Linked DNA regions of Arachis hypogaea: region 2 is linked to region 1. A link is a contact called in public Hi-C data. All regions are on one chromosome and are shown on one strand. The core of a region is the stretch at or near the end of the contact, and the rest is flanking DNA. Distances in the headings are between cores, read along the strand shown.

The links. A called contact is a pair of places that touch in the nucleus more often than the background predicts.
Region 2: a contact with region 1 is called in a Hi-C map of leaf, with 5 times the contacts expected there. The contact joins the enhancer-like site here to the promoter of LOC112764899 in region 1. A contact is called at or near these places in 3 of 8 Hi-C or Micro-C datasets (all in leaf).

The regions. Positions count from the first base shown.
Region 1 is chr17:120,757,228-120,764,428 of arahy.Tifrunner.gnm2.J5K5, forward strand. It overlaps LOC112764899 (protein IQ-DOMAIN 21), which reads right to left and starts at 2,092. Exons shown (of 4, transcript XM_072223474.1): 1 at 1,953-2,092. LOC140181049 reads left to right here. Exons shown (of 1, transcript XM_072223472.1): 1 at 1-2,442. The coding sequence starts at 1,279. The coding sequence ends at 2,442.
Region 2 is chr17:120,865,453-120,872,530 of arahy.Tifrunner.gnm2.J5K5, forward strand. LOC112764533 (pentatricopeptide repeat-containing protein At4g17616) reads left to right here. Exons shown (of 5, transcript XM_025810189.3): 4 at 836-1,143; 5 at 1,350-3,710. The coding sequence starts at 1,390. The coding sequence ends at 3,441. It also overlaps the pseudogene LOC112766195. Among protein-coding and RNA genes, the nearest start is that of LOC112764533, 7.5 kb to the left of the region's middle. Within about 2 kb of position 4,734, at least 3 of the 3 cell types and tissues checked have open chromatin away from gene starts, as enhancers often do.

The DNA.
Region 1 (7,201 bases), core at 842-3,341:
TCAGGAAGCTTTCAATAAACTTGTTAAAAAGAGTAGAGAAGGATCTATGAAACTTGCTATTAAATTAGATATGAATAAAGCTTATGATAGGATGGAGTGGGACTTTTTGGAAAAGCTTCTGGAAGCTTTCGGATTTTGTGAAAAATGGGTGAAGATGGTAATGGCCTGCGTAAAAAGCGCGCGATATAAGTTTAAGGTGAACGGGGTCTATTCAAGTGAGGTGGAACCACAAAGAGGGTTAAGGCAAGGGGATCCCCTATCTCCATATTTATTCATTATAGCAGCTGAGGTTTTCACAATTTTAATGAAGAAAGCAGAAAGAGAAAATTTAATATCTGGGTTCAAGATGGCACCTACAGCTCCAGCCGTATCTCATTTGTTATTTGCAGATGATTGTATTATTTTTGCAGAAGCTAAAGAAGAAGAGATATATCAAATTATACATATTTTTAACCAATATACGGAAGCTTCAGAATAGAGAATTAATCTGGAAAAATCTGGTATCACCTTTGGAGATCAAATCCTCATACAAACTAGAGTGAATATCGAAGAAATCCTTGGAATAGCTTCTTGGGATAATCCGGGAAAGTATTTGGGTCTACCAGCAAAATGGGAAAGATCAAAGCAAAAGGCACTAGAATGGATAGAAGAAAAGGTGCAAAGAAAATTAGAAGGATGGAAAGAGAACTTGTTGAATCAGGCGGGTAAGGAAATTTTGATCAAAGAAGTAGTGCAGGCTATCCCATCATACGCATAAAGTTTCCTAAAAATTTTTGCAAAAAGTTGGGAGCCAGAATTGCCAAATTTTGGTGGGCTAGCCCGGGAAGAAATAAGGGCATTCATTGGAAAAGTTGGAATAAAATTACTTGGAGCAAGCAAAGTGGAGGGCTAGGGTTCAAAGATTTAGAATGCCAAAACTTAGCGCATCTAGCGAAGCAAGCGTGGAGAGTGGCAAATAACCCCGAAGCCATTTGGGTAAAGATCTTAAAAGCAATATATTTTTCGGAGAGTAGCTTTTGGGAGGCCAAAGACAATAAACATGCTTCATGGATATGGAAGAGTATTTTGGAGGGAAGAGATTTTCTAAGAAGACACGGGAGTTGGAGTATTGGAGATGGTTCAAAAATTAACATTTGGGAAGATAGATGGACTGTGAGAGGGAGTAAGCTTGCTAAATCAGGAGATGGGGAGCTCCACGCGATTAAGGATATTTTGTTAGAAGGGGTAGGTTGGAACAAGGAAAAGATACAGCAATATTTCCCACCTCAAGTAAGGGATATGATTCTTAGAACCCCAATAAGCACAATTAACAAAGAGGATAGGCTTATTTGGCCAAAAAGGATGGATGGTGTTTATACCATTAAAACTGGATATCAATGTGCCAAAAAAGAAAAAGAATTTGCTAACATGAACCAAGCATCTTCAAGTGTTAAGTATGGGAAGCTGTGGAAAAAAGTATGGGGGATGCAAGTTCCCCAAAAAATAAAGATGTTTTCATGGAAGGCTTGCCATAATATAATTGCTGTTAATGCAAATCTCTATAAAAAGAAACTAACTAAGTGTCCTTTGTGCAGGATTTGTGAAGAAAAAGAAGAGACAGTGGAGCATGCTATTTTGTTATGCAATTGGACAAGAGCAGCTTGGTTCGGGGCCCAGGTACAATGTTTACCCACATATGACTCAGTAAAATCTTTTGCAGAATGGTTAAAGAAAAGCATTCAAAAAATTAGGGAAGAGGGTAAAGAGATGCAGGACGAGTTAATAAGTAGGCTGGGATTTCTATGTTGGTCAATGTGGAAGAGTAGAAATCAATATGTGTTCCAAAATATAGGAATTAATCCAAAATCAACAATTATCAGAGCAGCTATCTCAGAATCAGAATACAAGAGGGCTATAGATAAAGTTCAGAGTATACAGAATAATAGAACAAGAGAGAGAGGCAGAAGAGTAACCTGGATAGCGCCTCCCAAGGATTGGTTGAAAATTAACATTGATGCATCTTTTTGCAGCCAAACGGGAAGAGCAGTAACCACAGCTGTTGTAAGGAATTGGAAGGGGTCAGTGATAACTGGTTCAGCAACAAAAATCATAACCAATTCCAGTTTGTCAGCCGAGGCCTATGCTTTCAGGGAGGCATTAATTATGGCACAAAATCTGCAATTTGACAAATCAATAATTGAAACAGATTGTCAAGCTCTTGCTCAAGCTTTAAAATCGAAAGGTTCAATAGGGGAAATTGATGCAATTATCAGAGATATCCAGAATTTGATAACAGAAATTTCGCAAATAAGGATAACATGGGTTCCAAGAGAAGGAAACAAATTAGCACATACAGTGGCTAAATTGGCAGATGGAGATGGACTTAATCGATCGTGGACTTGTGATCCTCCGCAACAATTAAAGAATATCATCCGAGAAGATCGGCAAAAGCAACCATCTTAGTGTTTGAGGGAACTGGTTGTTGAGTTTCTTGCTAGAGACCCCAGGTTTCAATACTACCTAATCGGATGTGGTTGGGTAGTCAAGGAAACCAGGGATGGAGCGTTGTACCGAGGAAGCAAGAATCTTCATAGTAGAGGTGTGCATCAGGGTACCATAGGATGAGGAAGGGAGGGAGGCGAGTCCTGCGTTGTCGTTGGCGTTGGAGGCGCTGAGACTGATCCATGGAGAGAGGCAGAGTCGGACAGTTCGTTGCGGTAGGGAGTGGTGCTTTAAGTATGTATTTGTAGGGAGGCTAATTATCGTTCACCAACGGAAATCATGCTCAGGTGCTGCGGGGGGAGGGAAGTGCCGTTTTTTTGTCAGTGGGAGGGAAGTACTGTTTGAACGCAGCCTGAAGCCGGGTCGGGTGAAGCTTTTGTGGTAGTTGAGACTGGGCCAGGTTGTTGGTCTATATCCCTAAAGAAAAAGAAAAAAGAATAAATAAATAAATAAATAAATATAAGTGAAAGCTCGAACTGTTGGGAAGCTTTGAAAGATATATGCAGCAGTCTCGAAGGCAGCGCAGGAGTTTGAAGTGGAAGCTTTGGTAATTAGTTTTTTGGTAATTAACTTGAAACAGCTTTGTTTTGCCGTCTCCCATTTTTCTTTTTTCTATGTGCCCAGCTATTTCTTTGTATTGTGGGTTGGACAGGGCCTAACCCATGACATTGACCAAAAAAAAAAAAGTTCCAAACTCTGCTCATAAATCTCTCTCAAACTGGCAGCGGCCTAGCAGAACAATTTGTACAGAACTATGAAATTGTCAAGGCCTCAAGGGTTACAAAAGCGGAAAGCAAGGTTGTGAGAAGCGAATCCGTCATTAAACTGGTCAAGTGACATATTCAATGGTTTAATAGTTTAATCAAGGTTAAATTGTGGTTGAATCGATTTAATAAAATACTTAAAAATTTAATTATTTTTAAATAAAATTTAAAATAATTTTTTTAATTAACTTCTAATAAGTTCTTACGAGATAATGAGCAACAATTTCTAAAATAAATACTCAGAATCCAAAGTTCTTACGAGATAATGAGCAACAATTTCTAAAATAAATACTCAGAATCCAAACTCAGCAAACTAATTATGCAGAAACAAGTTTCTAGAGTTTCAAAAAACAAAGAAATGAAAAGTACTTGAAAAAAATTAGAAACGAATTAATTGTGACTAATATTGATAACCAAAGAACCAAGTGCAAACAATATTTAATAAATTTAACATACAAAATAAGTAATTTAAGTCATCATCTAAGACAATAAGCATAATAGTGCAAATACTTTTTTATTTATTAGTAGTAAAAAAATATGTAAATAGGATAAATTGATATTTTTTAGTATAAAAGCAATAATAAAAGTTAATTACATAATTAAAAAATTATGAAGAATTTTTTAAATAATAATAAAAAATAATATCACTATTTTCATATATTACAAAGTTTATGAAAAAAATTTTGGATAATAAATCAATTTTCAATAAATTATACATTAATTCTGTAAAAAAATAAATAAATATCAATACATTGGATATTATTATTTACGTACTAATATAATATATATTATCGATTATTAAGTTTAAAATTAATTTTTAACCTAATTTTTGGTAATTAAAATTTAAATGATTGAAATTATTAAATGTTAAATATTTTGTATCTAACCAATTTATTTTTTTATTGAAATTTAAAAAGGATGAGTTGTTAATCAATTTTAAATTTAAATTTAAATTTGAGTAAGAAAATAAAAAAATATTTTAAATTTTATCTCGCTAACTAGAATTAATTTCAAGATAAGAAATTACTTTGTACATCGTATATATTGTAGGATAGTATGGTCATTTACTATTTTTTAATAGTAAATAATAGTGTAAGAAATTAGAAAAAAATGTATTTACAAGTTTAGAAAATATTAATTTATTTTTCAATAGAATAAATTATATATTGAATAAGAAAAGTTATTATTGGTTTTTCTTCACACTAACTAATACTCAACGATGATGTTTCGGTACACCATGTTATCAAGAAATATTAATCGATCTAATAACCTTTGTAATGATATAAGTTTATGAATTTGAAAATTTAAAAATTATTTCATAAAATGTGAAGTTTTAACGAGTAACAATGTTGATTATATTGTTTTGACTTTAAAAATGAATATGATACCAACGAATAAAATTGTCCCAAGTAAATTTTAACAAAGACAAAAGTCCATAAGTATTGCTATTAATGAAAAATTAGTCTATTTTAAAGACAAATATAATTTTTTCTACGAATTCCTAACTCAGCAAGTCGAGGACGACTAATCCACCACATATTGATGCTCTATTTATTAAGGGTCTGTCGCTAACTAATGGATTATTTATACACACAAGACGAGATTCGAACTCCAAATACTTGCTTAACCGGACAAATAAGATGATCATTCAACCAATCCAAATTGATAAAAATAAATATTAATTATTTTTAATACTTTTAAGTTGTAAAATATTTATAACAATAATTAGGGTTAAGTACTGTTTTGGTCCCTAAAGTTGAGCGTGAAAATCGATACCGTCCCTCATCTAATTTTCGATTTAGAAGCGTTCTTAACGTTTTTTTCGTATTAAAATCGTCCTTTTAAAAATTTCTGGACAAAAATACCCTTCATCACTACTGGCACCTTTACCTCCACCACCGGCACCGGCACCAACACCAACACTAACACCGCCACCAACACCAACACCAACACCTCCACCTCCACCTCCAAGAATAACAGCATCAACAGAGATGCAGAAAATCAACAAATCAAGACAAATTTAACACAAGCAAAAACAGAAAGCAACAAATCAACAATGGAGAAGCAGAAGAAGAAACTCAACAATGGAGAAGCAAAAGCAGAAACTCAAGCACAAAGCAGAAAATTCAACAAGAAAGAGAAGCAGAAGCAGAAAATTCAAGCACAAAGCCAAATCAACAGAGAAGCACAAAGCCAAATCAGAAATACAAAGCACAAAGAAGCAGATGCAGAAGGCGAAGCAGGACCACCGGCAGCTCGTGGACGACGGAGCGACGGCGGCTGGGTAGATCGGCGGTGGCAGGAGCATGCATGAACGGCGGCGACACACTCCACGGCAGGGTAGATCGGCAGCTCGGGCTCCCCTTCCCGGCGACGCACTCCACGGTGGCGGCAAAAGCATGCATGAAGGGAAGGCGGCAACGTCTTCCTCTGGTCGTGGTTCTGGCGGCGGCTCGTCGGCGGACCGGCGACGATGCAGGTGTCAGATGGTGGCGGCGGCTATGGCGATGGACTCCTCCCCTCCCTCCCGCGTTTCCTTTCCCCCCACCCCCACCCCCAACACGTTTTCTTTCCCCCCCCCCACCCCCAACGTGTTTCCTTTGCCCCCCTCCCCCAAAACGCTTTTTTTTTATTAAAATAGGGGTAGTTTAGGAATTAAATTAAAAATTTTATTAAAAATGACGATTTTAATATGAAAAAAACGTTAAGGACGATTCTAAATCGAAAATTAGATGAGGGACGGTTTCGATTTTCACGCTCAACTTTAAGGACTAAAACAGTACTATATATATTTTTTTTATTTAAATTTTAATAAAAAAATTTATATAATTTTATGTATTATCCCGTACAGGGTACGGGAACATACACTAGTTGATAACCAAAGAACCAAGTGCAAACAAATTAAGTTGTATTATTTCAAGATTAACTTGTTTTTCCGTCACTGTACATAATCACTTAAATTCTACATAAGTCACACACATAAAGCAAATAAGGATCAAATTTTGCTATTTCCACTTCTACAAAGTTGATAAGTCACTTGGAAGAAAGAACTGCTTGTGGACCAAAAGGAGTATACGCTGTTTCTCTCTCAGCTGTAAGACATTGTGCCTTCTAAAATTTTTTTAGCACGGCCTTAAAATCTTTTGCGGGTTTGGCATTTGCCATCTTCTTGCTCTCCTGCAAAACAAAAATTTTGAAATTAAAGGCGTTGAAGTTCATGGCTTGATCACGGGCTAGATAGGGTTCGGGTTCTTCGGAAGGGGATTTTGAATTTGAGACAGAAAGAAAGAGGGAGGGGTTCTGTGTGTAACAGCGACGACGTCAGCGATTGCAAGGCTTCTGACAGGGAGGAGTCGACGGGAGGGTAACATCCACGACGACGTCTATAAAGTGGCTAGAAGGCGACGATTGTGATGGAAACGAGGTGAGCGAGAAAAGCGAAATGGACGAACTTGCGCAGGTGAAGGGAAGGGGACGACGGCAGAGAGGGGGAATGCGGTGGCTGGGTAGGAGGACCAAGGTTGGGAGACGGCTGGGAGAGGAAGAAAGATGATTTCTGAAGGGAGAGGGTTATGCGTTTAGGTTGGATTTGGGAATTGGGACTGGGATAGTGGGCTTTCTCTTTTTTTTTTTGTTTTAGGCGTTAAACGACGCCGTTTCTGAAACAAATGATAAAATCGGACCTTTAAAAAACCCGGCCGGTTTGGCTAGTTCATTGGTTAACCGCCGGTTTGGCCATTTTTTTAACTGATTTTTTGCAAAACAGTTTTAGGAGACAACCAGATTGGTCAGATGCCGATTCTCGGTTAACCCAGTCGAACCAGCCAGTCCGGTCCAGTTTTCAGAACCTTGGCGGAAAGTTATAATCTTTGGAGAAAATGGGGACTGCTATTATTGTTAAGGTGAGTGGTGCACAAAATTGGAAATCACAATTCTTCACAACTTCGCACAACTAA
Region 2 (7,078 bases), core at 3,484-5,983, 110 kb after region 1:
TATCACCAACAACTTGGGGAGAGAGAGTTTGATAATGAAACAAATGAGGGCTTCTCACACAAAGAGGGAGAGCGAAGGGAGATGGAGAGAGGAGACTGGGGAGAGAGAGGAAAGGTGGCTCCATGAAGACTTGCCACCACCATGGTTCGTTCATTTAGATCTTTCGGCAACTCACCAATGATGGAAGACAGCAACCTCATGTCCGGTGGCGGCTCAGATGAAGTAGCCATTGGTGAAGCTGTGCCCCCTTCTCTTCCCTTCTCTTTGCTCCTATTCTCTTCCACTGTTTTTTCAGTTTTCTTCTTCTTTCTTTATTCTTGTTTTTAAGATGATGTGATATTGTGCAAGTCACACAGAATCGGTTTTCAATTCTCTCATATTGTATTTATTTTTTGTAATGTTTGTGAATTGAAATGTTGCAGAGACGACTTTGTGTATACCCAATATATGTTGTGACCGTGTGAATGACAATGGAGTGTTTGTGTGTGATAATTGTGATGGTTGGGTAAATGGAAGTGTGTAAATGACAATGAAGTGTTTGCATGTGATAATGGTGATGCTTGGGTACATGTAAAATATTCGATGTAGAAAAAAAATAGGTAACAGTAAAGGAGTGAATTGGATTCTTTTCCTCAAAAGAAAGTTTTGCTCTTTTGTTGAGTGATCACTGTTTTATATAGGTAAAGTTTGCATCAATGATGCATATGTAGGAGAGAAGATTTTCAACAATAGATTGTCCAAATTTCAAACACACTTCTGGATTCTTTGAATTTACATTTATTCTCTTTGAACTAACAAGTGTTTTAATTAACTTTTGAAATTTCCATGTCACCAGCATGTGGTAAGACTTTGGGGACTTCCACCTTTTATCACATTCGGTGACTTTCCAAAGCCAATATTTGAAGCACGTGCAGAGAAATGAGACCAATTCCTATAGCTATAGGAAAGCAAACAAAAGCATCAGGAAGGATATAGTGACATGTGGAGCTATATGTTGGATTTAAATGAAAAAAAATTGATAAAAAAAAGAAAAGAAAAGTGAAACTAGATGGCTCACCGGAGATCTCATCACAACTCCATCTCTCAGCCTTGAGCAATTGAGCCTTCAGGTCTTCACCATTGCTGTTGTCATTAGTTCTGCAGGTGGCATTCGTTCCTCAGCCATCACAGCCTCACTTTCTTTGTGTATATTTTATTTTATTTTGTTTTTGGCAGTATGAGGCTTAGTTGCCTAGTTCTAATTGTGTATAAGAATAATGGATTATGTAATTGTTGCATCTAAAATTGTTATTTATTTAATTGATAATATCTCTTTTATTTTGTAACTTCTTACTCTCTTGGGACTGCAGTTGTGTATGCGTCAAGCTCATTAGATACAGGCATCCTGGAATGGTTCTTCCTTTCACAAGATACATTCCATTGCACAACCGTTTGGTCAGAAAGGCTTCAACTTTGCAGAGATTTTTCCCTAGGCATTTCAATCCCATTTTGCAAAAAAATTCCACTTCTAGTAGTAGTGACGGTGAAAGATTACCATGGGAACGTTCTACCCAAGCAATTCTACTAGAGAAGCTCAAAACTGCTTTGAGAAACCATCAGATGCATGAAGGATGGGAATCCTTTCAGGATTTTAGGACACTGTATGGGTACCCTGAGGTTCAGTTGCTAAACCAGCTTATTGTTCAACTGTCTTATTCATCTAATTATTCTTGGACGAGAAAAGCTTTTGATTTGGTTTTGCAGGTGGTTAAAGAGGAGAATAATTCTAGTTTGGTTCATGTTGATACGTTAACCAAACTTGCACTTTCTTTGGCAAGGTTGCAAATGTCAACCTCTGCAGCGGTGATTCTTAGATTGATGCTGGATAAGGGGTGTGTGCCTCCTATGCATTTGTTGTGCTTGGTCTTCTTGCACCTTGTGAAAACAGAGATTGGAGCATATATTACATGTAATTATTTGTCTCAAGTTTGTGACTTTTACATTTGCTTGAAGGATAAAAAGACTCAATCTGCGGATGTGGTTAAGCCAGATGCATCGATCTTTTGCCTTGTTCTTGATGCTTGTGTGAGGTTTAATTTACCCTTGAAGGGCTTGTTGCTGATTGAATTAATGGCACTAACTGGGACAGTGGTTGATGCACACACAGTTGTAATAGTTTCACAGATTCTAGAGATGAATGGTTTAAGAGATGAAATAAGGGAACTAAAAGATCACATTGATAGTGTGTCAGCTGCTTTCATTCGCCTCTATCGACAATTCTATGATAGTTTGTTGAGCTTGCACTTCAAATTTAATGACATTGATGCTGCTGCTAAGCTTGTTTTTGATATGAATAGGTCACATAATCGTCATGGTAATAAAGAAAGTAGGAAAGATCTTCAAAAGCCTTGCTCTATTACAATTGGATCGCGTAACCTTAGGGCTGGGTTAAAGATACATATTGAGTATGAGCTGCTGCAGAACGATTCTGTCGTTAAACCTGAAGATAGACAAGACCTGATCTTTTATAGAGGTAAAAAACTTGTTCTCAGCAACAGAGCACTGGCAAAATTCATTACTGGTTACAAGAAAGATGGGAGGATTAGTGAACTTTCAAAGCTTTTACTTAGCGTTCAAGATGAACTATATTCAGTAGCTGGATCTAGTTTGTGTTCTGATGCAATTGGTGCTTGCATTCACTTTGGATGGCTTGAATCTGCTCATGACATTTTGGATGATGCAGAGGCTACTGGATCTCCAATGGACTGGGATACATATATGTTACTCTTGTCAGCATATTGTAGGCGTAGAATGCATAGAGTAGCAAATGCACTACTAAAACAAATGACAAGGATTCATTTGGATAATGAATTGGATGATGATACTATCGACAAACACTTTCACTGTGTGGAAACATCAGATTCACTTGGTAAATCGAATTTGGTCGTAACCTTGGTTCAAATATTGAAAGATGAAGATCAGATTTTTCCTTTGGTGTATGAGTTTAATTCTTCCATCCACTTCTTTTGCATGGCGAGAATGATGGAAGATGCACTAAAGGTATATAGAAGAATGGTTGAAATGAACATTCAGCCCACTATTCAGACTTTTGCTTATCTGCTACGTGGATATTCATCTCTTGGTATGTATCGCGAGATCACAATCTTGTGGGGAGAGATTAAGAGATTCATGAAGGGTTGTGGTTTTCTGGCAAATAGAGATCTATACGAGTTACTACTAATAAACTTTCTTCGCGGTGGATACTTTGAGCTAGTGATGGATGTCATTGGCCATATGAGAGATCAAAACATGTATGCTGATAAGTTGATGTACAAAGTTGAGTTCTTAAGGCTTCACAAAAATCTTTATAAGAGTTTAAAAGCGTCAGATGCAAGAACAGAAGCACAACTCAAAAGGCTTGAGCATGTTCAGGAGTTCAGGAAATGGGTGGGTATAGTTTGAGTTTTCCAATAACTATCCATTTGTCATGGTGTACTTTTTGTAGTATTATTCATAAATCCTATCAACATGAAATGGATCCATCATTCGATCTTTGCTCATTGATCATAGAATCATAGCTGCTGTTCGTTGCCCAGAAATGTAATTATGTTGCCAATTTCAACCTTTGTAGATGAAATTATTTTTATGGATGATGATGTTCGAACTATTATTGCACTACCATTGGGGATTTTCCTTGACAGTAAAGCTTATATCGAAGAGATTTATGAACACATGCATTAGAACTTTACTAATTTAATGCAAGTAAATTGATTTAATTATGTAACTACATCATGGGAGTAATGGAAATTTTTCAGTGGCCTTTATTTGCTAACCCGAATCCAAAGCTTCTTTTGTCACGGTGGATTAGACAGCACTCAACCTTAGGAATTACAATATCTAGGAATTACAATATCAGAACACTTGTCATAATGCCTATCACACCTATCACACAAATAACATTAAGTGCTTCCACCCATTGGCCTCAGCTATGTCTTAGATCAAGTGCACATATTGCAAGATAAGGAATTTCTGTTGAGAAATTCTGGAGGATCATCAATTTTTAGTATATTTAATTATTATTTGATAGTATAAATATTAAATTGTCTTTTACAAATAAATCTTATTAATTTATATGTATAAATTTTAAAAAATATAAGTGTAAACTGTATTAATGTATGTATGCAAAATTTTAGTAAATATAGATGCAAATTATATGCTTTTGTGTGCACAATCTCTAATAATGTGTGTGAAATTCCTAATAATATTTAAAAAGCCTTAGACTCATATAAAAGCATTAATATGTTAATAGACCAAGTTCAGATTCACTAATAGTAATTAGTTTTATTATCCTGTCATGTTTGTCTGAGCTTATTAACACATAATTACATATATAAATAATTTTTTATTATTAATAAAATTATAAAATATTTTAAATTTATTATATTTAATTACAAAGACTTTTGTATATTTTAAATACTTTAAAAGTCTAAAATTTTTTATAAATATTAAATATGATATATTACATGTGCGAATCCAAAGCTTATTTGCATAGATAACTTAAAAATAAGGAGTTTAACGTAAAGCTAGTTTTTAAGAGTCCAAAGTATCCTTTTTTGGGGTCATGAAGACCGAAGTATCTTCAATCCAACCTAGGTACATGAGGAAGTCCATTAACATAAAGATAAGAGTGTATAAGACCCAAAAAAGGAAAAGAAAGTGTATGTGAGAGGCCAAGTTAAGGTGGCCCATGAGCATGAGAAGATGGCAGATACAACAAACAGGCAGCTGAGCCCTAGCTCAACTGATTAATTCATATGCTTCTTAATACGCTGCATCCAAGTTTAAATTTTGGTGAGTCTATCAAGTGTTGAATATGAACCCTTAAGTGTTGTATGGGTGAGTGCCTAGTGTGAGTATATTGTGATACCTAGAATTGGGGATTGTACAATTCACTTGACAAACAAAAAAAAAAACAAACATCCAGTTCCATGGCCAAACAACGAGACAGAGAGAAGAGAAAGAGAGATGGAAAGAGAAGAAGCAGGTGATGAGTTCGGAAGCGATGGAGAAAATATCGGAGAGGCTATCGTGTTTGGAGAACCTGTACTTCCCACGCGCCCTCCAATCCACCGCCACTCTCCCTGCCCAGCGCAAGCAAATCTCTCCAGAGACGTTCCTCTCTTCTTAGGTATCTAATTCTAAACCCTTACTCTTCTCCATCAACGAAGTTCAGCATCAAAGGTGTTGTAATGTCTTGTTATTTATCTATTTTGATTGGACACTTTCTTGCAACTTTTGGTATATATCGAGAGTGAATATAGAAATTAATTCAAAGTTGATTATGCTTACTGTTGAGAAAACAATGGAGTTAAGTTAGGGTTTTGTTGTTAACTTATTACTGTATCCTTAATAAGGTTATAATCTGTGTTTGTACTAGAAAGATAGGGTTCTGAGCTTATTAGCGATGAGCTGGGAGAGTTTGATTCCATGAAAGACGACTATGAGGTTAATTGGCATCTAAAGGGGATTAGGAGCATAATGAGCCCAACTTCGGAGGAGTTGAGGATGCGGTCAGTGACCGTGAAGAACCGAAGGCAGGCTTACCTGGATAAATTGGTGTGTGATGGGCATTACTTCTCCGAAGACGCCATGAGGGAAAGGGAGCCTTATATGCACCATGAATATGTTGGGAAGTTTCAGGACCAGAGCAGCAGGGGCATGGCTAGGCCCGGGGAGCGCTGGTCTGAGACTTAATGAGACGATGTGAGGAAGCTAAGCTGGTTGCCAAGATTAGAGGGGAGCAGCAGAGGATGGGTGTTCCTGAAAGGGACTGGGTCGGTAATGAGGGGTTTCAAGAAGAGGAAGAGGAAGAGGAAGAGGAAGAGGAAGAGGAGGAGGAGCAGAATGAAGAAAGGGAAAAAGATGGAAGCAACACACAGTCTGCTGAGGTACTTTTCTTTAAACTTTCTTAATCTGTTTCAATGCAAGTTTGCTTTGTTTAATTCTATTTTTGGTGTTGTCTATCAGGATAATCTTGCAACACCTTGCTTATGATATAGTTAGGTTTTAATTTGTAAGCTTATTATATAGTCTTTATGCTCAGCTCGGTTAAGGAGTTATGTGTTGTATTTGATCTAGAAGCATGAGCATTCTGGTACTTTGGTTACAATGTTTCTTAATGTGTACTTTACTTGTATTTGGATATTCTGCTAAATAAATGTATTTGAATTGGGACATTGCATCATCTTTATTCATGGTCATGGGTTCAGGACAGTCTTTGTTTGGCTGTTCTCTCTAAATAAGAGGGATATGATATGTATTAATATGTATGCCTGTGGCAAGCAGCAATCACATATGCATTATATATTTGTATGCTGAGATTTAATTGATCAAGAACAAGAAAATTCTGTGGAGCAAAGAAATGGCAAATTAAATTTTAGGATACCATCTAGTTCAACTATGTTCTCCAGCTTCTTCAAGTTGCTTTTTGGTCATGTATGTTGATGAATTAGATTCTACAGATGAGTTTGAAGTGATTAGTTGCATAATCTTATCCAATTCTTATACGCAATCTCAACTGCACACCACCATTTATAATTGAGTCTATGAACTTTCTACTAAATTTGACTAACTTTGTCTTGCATAATCTACTCTTGTAGCTTACACATGCAAAATCACTGTGGGGGGTGAAATTTTGTTTGATTTGATTCATTTGAATTGTGTGTTGCGCTAATCTTTGTTTTTGGACTTAAAACAATTTTATTTGTTTTTGCTCTAGCAGAGACACTTAAATCAACCCGATATAAGTGATGATGGTGGTGCTTCCGATCCAGCCAGAGAGAGAGTCAGGAATCATCTCTATCCGCAGAAGAGCTGGAAGACCGCATGAACCAATTTACGTACATTATGCAGCAGAAGTTCTTATTAGGGGAAGATCATGAACATCTAGATTACACTAAGATAGATAATGATGAGACCCTTGATGATCACTGGATGAGGGAAGCCAATATTGATGCAGAGGAGAGATACTTTTCTGATGATTAAACACTAAGCATCTTAACTTTGTCTCAGGGAATCAGATGTGTAGATATTGCATAAT